Regions from separate parts of the Zea mays genome. Here all the other regions are linked to region 3. A link is a contact called in public Hi-C data. All regions are on one chromosome and are shown on one strand. The core of a region is the stretch at or near the end of the contact, and the rest is flanking DNA. Distances in the headings are between cores, read along the strand shown.

What was found. A called contact is a pair of places that touch in the nucleus more often than the background predicts.
Region 1: a contact with region 3 is called in a Hi-C map of endosperm, with 3 times the contacts expected there. The contact joins the promoter of LOC103647268 here to the promoter of LOC100273031 in region 3. A contact is called at or near these places in 2 of 25 Hi-C or Micro-C datasets (endosperm and tassel).
Region 2: a contact with region 3 is called in a Hi-C map of tassel, with 2.8 times the contacts expected there. The contact joins the enhancer-like site here to the promoter of LOC100273031 in region 3. A contact is called at or near these places in 2 of 25 Hi-C or Micro-C datasets (ear and tassel).

The regions. Positions count from the first base shown.
Region 1 is chr2:170,309,968-170,312,952 of Zm-B73-REFERENCE-NAM-5.0, forward strand. It overlaps LOC103647268 (ENTH/VHS family protein), which reads left to right and starts at 1,272. Exons shown (of 6, transcript XM_008671820.3): 1 at 1,272-1,863. The coding sequence starts at 1,543.
Region 2 is chr2:169,948,201-169,951,188 of Zm-B73-REFERENCE-NAM-5.0, forward strand. No RefSeq gene overlaps it. Among protein-coding and RNA genes, the nearest start is that of LOC103649070, 22 kb to the left of the region's middle. Within about 2 kb of position 1,496, at least 6 of the 20 cell types and tissues checked have an H3K27ac peak or open chromatin away from gene starts, as enhancers often do. A contact at or near this core is called in ear and tassel, where this site is marked.
Region 3 is chr2:170,087,977-170,090,823 of Zm-B73-REFERENCE-NAM-5.0, forward strand. It overlaps LOC100273031, which reads right to left and starts at 1,537. Exons shown (of 9, transcript NM_001349924.1): 1 at 1,135-1,537; 2 at 574-658; 3 at 377-493. The coding sequence starts at 1,513.

The DNA of each region.
Region 1 (2,985 bases), core at 22-2,521, 220 kb after region 3:
CTTTTTTTACTAAGTAAAAGTTCTTTACCTAGCCTGTTGAAGTTGCTCCAAATAGAAGAGACCCTTTGGTATGGCTCTTTGAGCGGCTTTAGCTCACGCTCATCATGAAGCTCTATCAAACGGTCACAAAAAATACTTCTCGTCGAGAGCCCTTCAAAAGCTGGAGTTGTAGAGCACTAAAAACATGACTTTTATTGGTTCCTCCTACATTTTCTTCATACATTATTTGATTTGAAAGAAACATGTACAAACTATTTTTCTAAATGAAATGTAAAACGGCTCTGGCTCCTCCAGAGAAGCTAGAGCCGAGATGACAATGAGTACATACCCACCGGGTATTAATACCCTATACACATACTCATGACAAAAAAATAACTCCGTCGGATCAATCATATCCACTAATGAGTATGAATTTACCCCCCTACACATACCCGTGTGGGTATGGGTCATCGCGTACCCACAAACATTAGACATCTATCATATACGCTAAACATCATTCAATAAATATAAATGAACTGTATAAAATATCAGCTACTAAACATCACATTTAAATAAAACCATGTGCCAAAATTAAGCATCACACCATTTGAATTCTAATAATGTAGACACACTCCAAAAATAAAACTGTATAGCTAGGATTATGCTAAAATCTATATAAATAATATCTAATTATATAGCAGCATAAGAAACAACTATAAATCTGCTTGACCAGGATTAGGAGTATGACTGTTTGTGGATTGTGCCTGTCTATGAACTTCTAGAGTAGAAAAAGATCATATAGCTAGGGTTTCATTTATTTTGGGATGGGTCAAGTGCTCAAATTTATGTTTTTGGCTAAGGGGGTGTTTGGATTAGTCTCTAGTTTTTAGTCCCACTTAGTCCTTTTTTTGCCAAACACTAGGATTAAAATATGGACTAAAATAATTTAGTATTTAGTCCTTCACATAGGTGCTAAAAGAGACTAAAAGCCCACAATTATCCTATTGTACTTACCTTCCATCTGTAGTATTCGGTTGTGAGAGCATGTTTGTATGGACAACTAATGTTGTGAGTGTATTCCAAGGGCATTTGAGTCTTTGGACATTGTTTTTAATGACTTTAGAATCTGTTTAGTCTCTAGAACTAAATAAGTAGGGACTAAAGTTTAGTTCTAGGACTAATTGAAACCAAACATAGTGTTAAGTTTATTTCCAGAACTGCCAAATGAGGCAAAAATATCTCAACAATCGACCATCACACGCAAGACACCAGCAACAAATTCCACAAATAGCATGGGTCCATTTGATAAAAGGGCAGCCAGCAGTGTGTGTGCCTGTGCCATGGTCTCGGTCTGCGCGTCCTCTTCGTCGTTTCACGGCTCGCGTTACCGTCCCAGCCAAGCCGCCGCTTCTGCCTCCTCGCCGTCGCTGACGCCCAATCCATTCCCCCCGGATCCTCAGAGGCCAGCCGCTTCGATTACGCGCCTCGCCTTGCAAACCCTAGCTCCCCCGCCCTCTCCCTCTCCCATGGGCCCGAAACCCTAGTACCTAGTATCCCCCCTTCATGCGCGCCTCCGCGGTCCCCATGGAGGCCTCCGCTTCCGCCCGCAGATCCGCCGCGGGCCCCGACCCCCGCGCCAAGAAGCCGCGCCTCGCGCCGCCGCCTCGGGACCCCAGATCTTACGCCGCCACCGCCTCCTCCAATGGCAACACAAGCGCCGCCGAGCAAGCGCTGGTCGACGAGCTGCTCGGCCAGTACCGGACCGCGCTCGGGGAGCTCACCTTCAACTCCAAGCCCATCATCACCAACCTCACCATCATCGCCGGCGAGAACCTTCAGGCCGCCAAGCCCATAGCCGCTCTCATCTGCGCCAACATCCTCGAGGTGACCTTTGTCTTTGACTCCTCTTACGCTCGTCAAACTGCCGTCTTCCCCTCCTCTTTCTCAATTGACCATGTAAAAGTAATTCTAAGGCGCCATCAAGTAGTGACAAGCACCCACTGGCTGTCTGTTATGCTAGATATATCACATGTGCTCGGTGGTGCGGTAGGATTACCAGGCCGCTGTACATTGTATACACTAGTGTCCATGCTAGCTATCAAGATCAATAGCTGTGATGTTGCGAAGCCAGTTGTTCTGCGTACAATAGATGCAAAAGCAAATGCTGATTTACCTATCGTTGCTGAGAAATCTCCCCCCATCTGTTCTCTCCCTCTTGCTCTCTTGTGTCTACGGAACACACTTTGTGATGCTATATAAAGGGCAGACCCTGTGCTGGAGGCTCCCACTTTGTGATGCTGTATATATGGTTTATATGATTTCAAACGTGAAGTTTGTCGCTCAACTTCGATTCTCAAGTGTTCAATTGTTCATGGGTTTATAAATTCCATACTCCTGTGACACTGCAAAACAAATATGAACATTGTGGTTTGAACCACACTCTACTAATTAGAGGGCTACAGCAGTTACCACTGGTACGGAAACATCATAATTATCAGCTTATGGTTGACTATCGAACCAGGCTTCAAAAAGCATTTCATTCCTACGCTCCCCACAAACTTGTGCACAGATTACATCCTCACGCTGCAGTAACTACTATACTGTTCTCATGCTGACCAGTGACAAAGTTATCAACTTGTGTACCCCAATCAGTTGAATGGCAATGTGTTCCAGGTTTCAGAAAGTTCTACTACAAACTGAAGTTTATGATACACCGTCATGTACATATGAAAAATATATTGATGCACTGATAAAAGGGCAGGATATTGTGAAGTATAATATATGCCACCACAAGCGCGGCCTGCACTGGGCTTCTCCTTACACTCCTGGATAGCCGGCTAACTGCTGAGCGTTGGTTGACTTGGTTTGTGTATTACTTTGTGTAACCTTGCTGCAATACACGGTTTGAGACGGCATGTTATCTATGCTCATTTTTTTTCCTTGGTTGTATTTTAAAAGGAAAAATTACTGGATGCTTTAGAAGTAAGGTTGAGTCTTAGTCACTGG
Region 2 (2,988 bases), core at 246-2,745, 140 kb before region 3:
TCTCTTATATATCTTATTCATCTTTAATGGGGTTCTCTATATCATGTCCTCTATGCATAAATACATATATTAGAGATATATTTTGCTCTAATTTTTGATACGCACATATTTATCATACCCTTAGAGCATCTCCAAGAAATCGCGTAAAGTCTCCCCAAAACCAATTTTGAGCGGTGAACCATTGTTTTACTTGCGCGACAATATTTCTCCCCCCAAACACTTGTGCGAGCATCTGGTTGGTTTCCGCGTGAATTGGCCGTGCAAGCACGTTTAGACCTGATTTGGTGACAAGGGGATCACGGGAGGATTGGAGGAGATTGAGGGGGAAATGAACTAATTTCCCCTCAATCCCCTCCAATCCCCCCGTGATCCCTAATCACCAAATCAGCCCTTATGAGTTCGCCGAGTCCTCATGGGAGGCGTCGGAGGAGGAGGATTTTTTTTTGCGGCGGTGGAATGTGTGAAACCGTCCAGATTATTTCAGCTTAAGTGTCTAAGTCCTGCCTTAGAGTCGATGACACACTTAAATCAGAATAAACTATCAATTCGTCGCATCTAGTCCAATAAAATCACTTACACCAGATCAAATACCACTTGCTCACTCGAAGGTGAGATACATAGAAATACAATAATTCATAACACCACAAATTAATAAGTACCAAATATGTCATAGGAGTTTTAAAACAGTAAACCATAGTTTTTCATGTAGCGGAAATAAACTAACGATGATAACTGGGTAGCATGGCGAAGCGTGGCTAAGCTACTCCTCCTGGTCGTCTCCTGAAGAGGCAGCATCCCACTCGATCGTCTATCCCGGTAGTAAGGTGGAAGGCCAAGTCACATCATCAATCATCTCTTGCAAGGTACCTGAAAATTTGGTACCACAAGAAGGCTGAGTATACTAAAACTTAGCTAGACTTACCCGTGTGAGGAGTCTACTCCTCTACCTCTAGACATGAAGTTGTTTGGCTAAGTGGTTTGGTTTGCCAAAGGCACTAGCTGATTCTAATTTAATTTTTTAGCTTTCAGGTTCTATAATAGTACCTTAGACTAGATGAGCACCTAAGAGCAACTTCAATAGTTCTCTAAACAACTCTCTAAATCTTAAATTTAAGAAGTAAACAGAAAAATGCTTCTCCAATGGTTCTCTAAATAGACTTGCTAAATTTACTTAGTTGCTATTCAACTCTATTTACTCTCCACATTAGCACTGGGCATAAAACCCGAGCCCGAAGCCCTGTACCCGAAATACCCGAACCCGTACCCGTATAGCCCAAAACCCGTTACCCGAATAGCATTTGCGGGTAACAAAACTAAATACCCGAATTAAATTCGGGCTTAATCGGGTATTATGCTACGGTACCCGAAGTACCCATACTACCCGAAGTCTGCTGGCAGCGCGCCATCGCCCCTCAGTTCTCAGTTCTCAGTGTACTGCGGTTGTGCCTGAGCTAGTGCCACACTGCCAGTCTGCCACTGCGCAATGCGCATGCCGCATGATGCCGTTCAGGCGTTCAGCTATGGACTGAAGGCTGAAGCGGTGAAGCAAGCCTGAGCTAGTGCGGACGTGCGGTGCCTGGCTGCCTGCGCCTGATGGCTGATGCCTGAAGCCTGATGCCGTTCAGCTGTTGTGCACTACTAGTCTACTGCACTGTTTCACTGTTTTAATTTTTAAATAATTTGTGACTGGAATATTGTTTCACTGTTTTAATTTTTAAATAATGTGTACTGTGTCTGTGTACTCTATAGTCTATATTCTCTCTATTATTGTTTCACTGGAATATTGACTATGGGTATTTTGGTATTACCCGAACCCGTACCCGAAAGTACGGGTACCCAAAATTACGGGTACCCGACATTACGGGTACGAGTTCGGGTTTAGATGTTTAAAACCCGAAATATAAAAAACCCGAAAAACCCGACCCGAAATACCGGGTAAACCCGAACGCCCAGCTCTACTCCACATTTAGCAACTCGGTAGGAACTCCCTAAATGTAGTTGACGTCAATTTCTTCACACTAGCGTGATTATTTTTCCGTTTCGCACACAGTGAGGTAGACAGGTATAGCACGCTCTTTTTTCACTTTCTAGCATAATGAGATAGCTAGGTCAAACATGTATGACACAAGTTTCTCCTTCATCGTCGAACCCAACTTTCTCATAGGTTGCGCCACCTGACCACCACTCCTCCATAGTGAGTATCGATCGGCCTTTTCTCTTTCGCCCTCACATAGGGGCAGGGCCGCTAAATCTAGATTCAAAATCGAACTACTTCCTAAATATGAGCAACTATTGGAGACTAAGTTATTTTTTACTTCCAATAGCTATTTAGCAACTTGCTAAACATGATTTTAGCAAGCTATTTTTTAGAGAACTATTGAAGTTGCTCTAACTATCCACACATGGTAGCAGTCATTAAGTCAAACAACAGCTTTTGCAGGTAACCTCATTTCCACTTATTACTCAATGCAATACAATGAATCAAGCAGTCTCATTAGCTGCGAGAAGCAGACAATTCGAATCGAGTTTTAACCCTACAAGGTAAACCTAAACACACGACGTGTAGGGGACTTTCCGACCCCACACACATGAACCGTCCACATCGATCCCCCGTTCGTGGCCAGGGCCCACTACCTTGGATACAATGGCCCACTGCGACGGACCCAGTCGTGTAGTGACTGCCCTTGTACCCACCATATCTGGAATGGGAGACCAAGTCTCAGGACTAGTGAGTGGGATAAAGTCTGTGTCCGGCTTCAATCAAGTACTAGGCTTACCGATTTACCATATTTCTCGGTATATGTTTAGTACTTTCAAACACTTGACACAAGTATCCACATGTTAATCCTTATTCCAATTTTATCTCGTAGACTGCACATGACCCATGGATCTGTGTCCACAGATAATCATAATCTCATTATCAAAATGAATACAATTAATTCCTGACCTCGCGCGAGTGCTAGAAAATCACTCAACTTCTACTCAGAT
Region 3 (2,847 bases), core at 287-2,786:
GCCGGTCAGCTACGTCTACTTTTGCGCTATTCTAGCGCCGACAACCCCACTGTAAGGATGCTTATGCGTATATTTATCTTGTCACTGGCACTAGTATTTGAACTGCTAGTGAGTTATACACATACAAAGCATGTTGTTGTTTCTTGTATTATTATTATTATCGGAATCAATTTGTTCATCTCTAAATTGCTATTATTTTCAACAACTATGAATCCAATTACAGCACATTTTTATGTATAGTCTTTTTCTGGATGATGCGGAGAACTGCAAATAAAATGGATTGTCCTACAAAATTCAATAGTGGCACTGAAGATGGCACACATAAAATGGCACCAAGATATTATGACCGTTACGGTAACTTCATGAGTAAACATACCAGTGGAACTGCAACATGTCCAATGCAGTAACATCCATCCTCTTCCTGGATCTGTTGATATTATCCTCAACATAACTTCTTGTCATCTTAACCGGGGGTGGTACCCACTTTGTAAGCCTGCACGACTAAGTCAGAATCAAGTAGAGACAGCAGAAACAGCTAAGATGTAAGTGACAGAGACAGAATTGCTCACTCACCCCTTGACTTCTTCAAGAAACTCAGGTGGGCGCTCCCTCCTAATTCTGTTGATGAACATGCCATACAAATCCTCTGCTGGCCCATCTGCCAGGACAACAATTATACATCAGTGTAAAACTGAAAACAAGATCAGTCCTGCTACATTATATGTTGGGATATAAAAACACGATACAGCCTAGACAGCTAACTGTTAGCTGCCACAGTTCAGTTCCCATCTAATGTCTAATGAGAGTGTAAAATTTTTAACACTTAACTATTTCTGAAGTGCATAAAACGTTGCCTATTTCTCAAGATGTATAAATAGGACGTATGAACACACTGTACAAGCTCCTAGCTCAAACAGCACAATTTCTCACAAGTTTCATTAGCAGTTTCAGCTAGGTGCAGCATTTGCACTTGCACATCAACTGGTTACACGCAACCGGAATCAGAAGATATAGTAGCACTTGATTTCACCATAGAAAGAAGAATAAACACGTGCATGCTAGGTGTTCGTGCGAATGCCGAGCATAGAGGGCGCAGAGATACTGGTAAGACAAGGGGAAGGATACGAGAAGTACAGTGGTCAGCCATATCGAAGGTGGAGAGTCCGGCGTCGGCGTGCGCGAGCATGGCGTCAACCGCGGCGTCGCGGTCTATGCGGCCCCACCCTCCGCTGGTCTGCCACATGCCGTTGAGCACCCGGCATATCGCCAAGGAGTCCCCGCGGTTGCTGACGGTCGTCACCCTTGTCGGACCCGCGGTGGCCGTGTCCGTCGCGGATCCAGCCGCGCACCTCGCGGGCGCCAGGCGGCGTGGGCGGGGAGGCGGCGGCGCCGCGGCAGCCGGGTGGACGACGCGCGCTGCGGTGGACGACATGGGACTCGTGTTCGTGCGAGCGCGCGCGCCACGGAGACGGAGGCGAAGTGATAAGGCGCTGCTGGCCCAAGGGCCTCGCATTGGGTTTGAGGCTTTGGGCTGCTTGGATCTTCCCGCTAGAGATGTCAATGGATATCCGAAACTCGGAACCTGATGGATTTTTACCCATTAGAGTATTAGTTTGAGTCAATTTTTATACATGGATTTGTTAATGAGGATAAATCTATACCTAATAGGTTCATGAGTACGAGTTTGTTCCTATAGTACCTAAACCTGTGAACCCGTGAGTTTTTTAAACCCGATCAAACCTATTATGTATTGTCATTTTATTTTATAAACGAACAACAAACTTGTTATCTCCTTATTTACTTCCTATTTTTTTATCAATGGTGAATGTTTAAGTAGCTGGTGAGAGTGTTGCTTGCTTGCTATTATAGTTTTTACTAGCATTATATATGTGGATAGTGCAAGGTCACTTGATTATACAACTTATTATTTATATTTCATTCTCTTTACTAATAATTTTTATACCAAATCATGAACTCATTGTTCATCACATAAATTTTGGACCACGATCTCATTATTCATTATAATTTATTTATTATGAGAAGAACAAGCATATTCGAGATAAAACTCGTGGGTACCCGCTAACCCTGATGGGTACGGGTTTGGACAAAATTTCAAACTCGATATGGGTATGGGTTTTTTTAATGGGTATAGATATTTTTCATGGGTACGGGTTTGGGATGGCAAAACCTAGTGGATTTGTACTCGTTGCCATCTCTACTCCCCGCGGAGGTGTGTGTGTGAGTGGGGGGTCTTGTTATATTTTTGTTGGTGTTTTTTAGTCCACAAAATATATAAGGGCCAGTTTGAAAACTTAACAGCGCATTTGGTCCGATGGTGTATCTCGTTCATCATGGCCCAGCTCCAAATGAAGCGGTCCAGCGGTTTCTCGTGGAGTGAGTTGATCATGCATGCTTACATAACATAGAAATCAAGGGGCGGGCAATTAGATAGAGAACACGTGATGTAGCGAAACTGATTGCAAAAGAGGGTAAATTGGTCACTTTAAGATTATCATCTGGTGAGGTCCGTTTGGTATCCCAAAATTGCTTAGCAACAGTCGCACAAGTGGGTAATGTTGGTGTGAACTAAAAAAGTTTGGGTAGAGCCGGATCTAAGTGTTGGCTAGGTAAATGTCTCGTAGTAAGAGGGGTTTATATTATTCCGCGATTCAAACCAAACGTTGATGTAGGCTCGGAGGCAGGTTCGGATGACTTCAAAAGTAGCCCAACCTACAAACCAAACACGTCGTGAATCTACTCTGGGATTTCCAAGAATTGAGGGGCAAATTAGTTTGATTTTCCTCTCAACCCCTCAAAATCATGGAGGAGATTTAAATTTCCAAACTA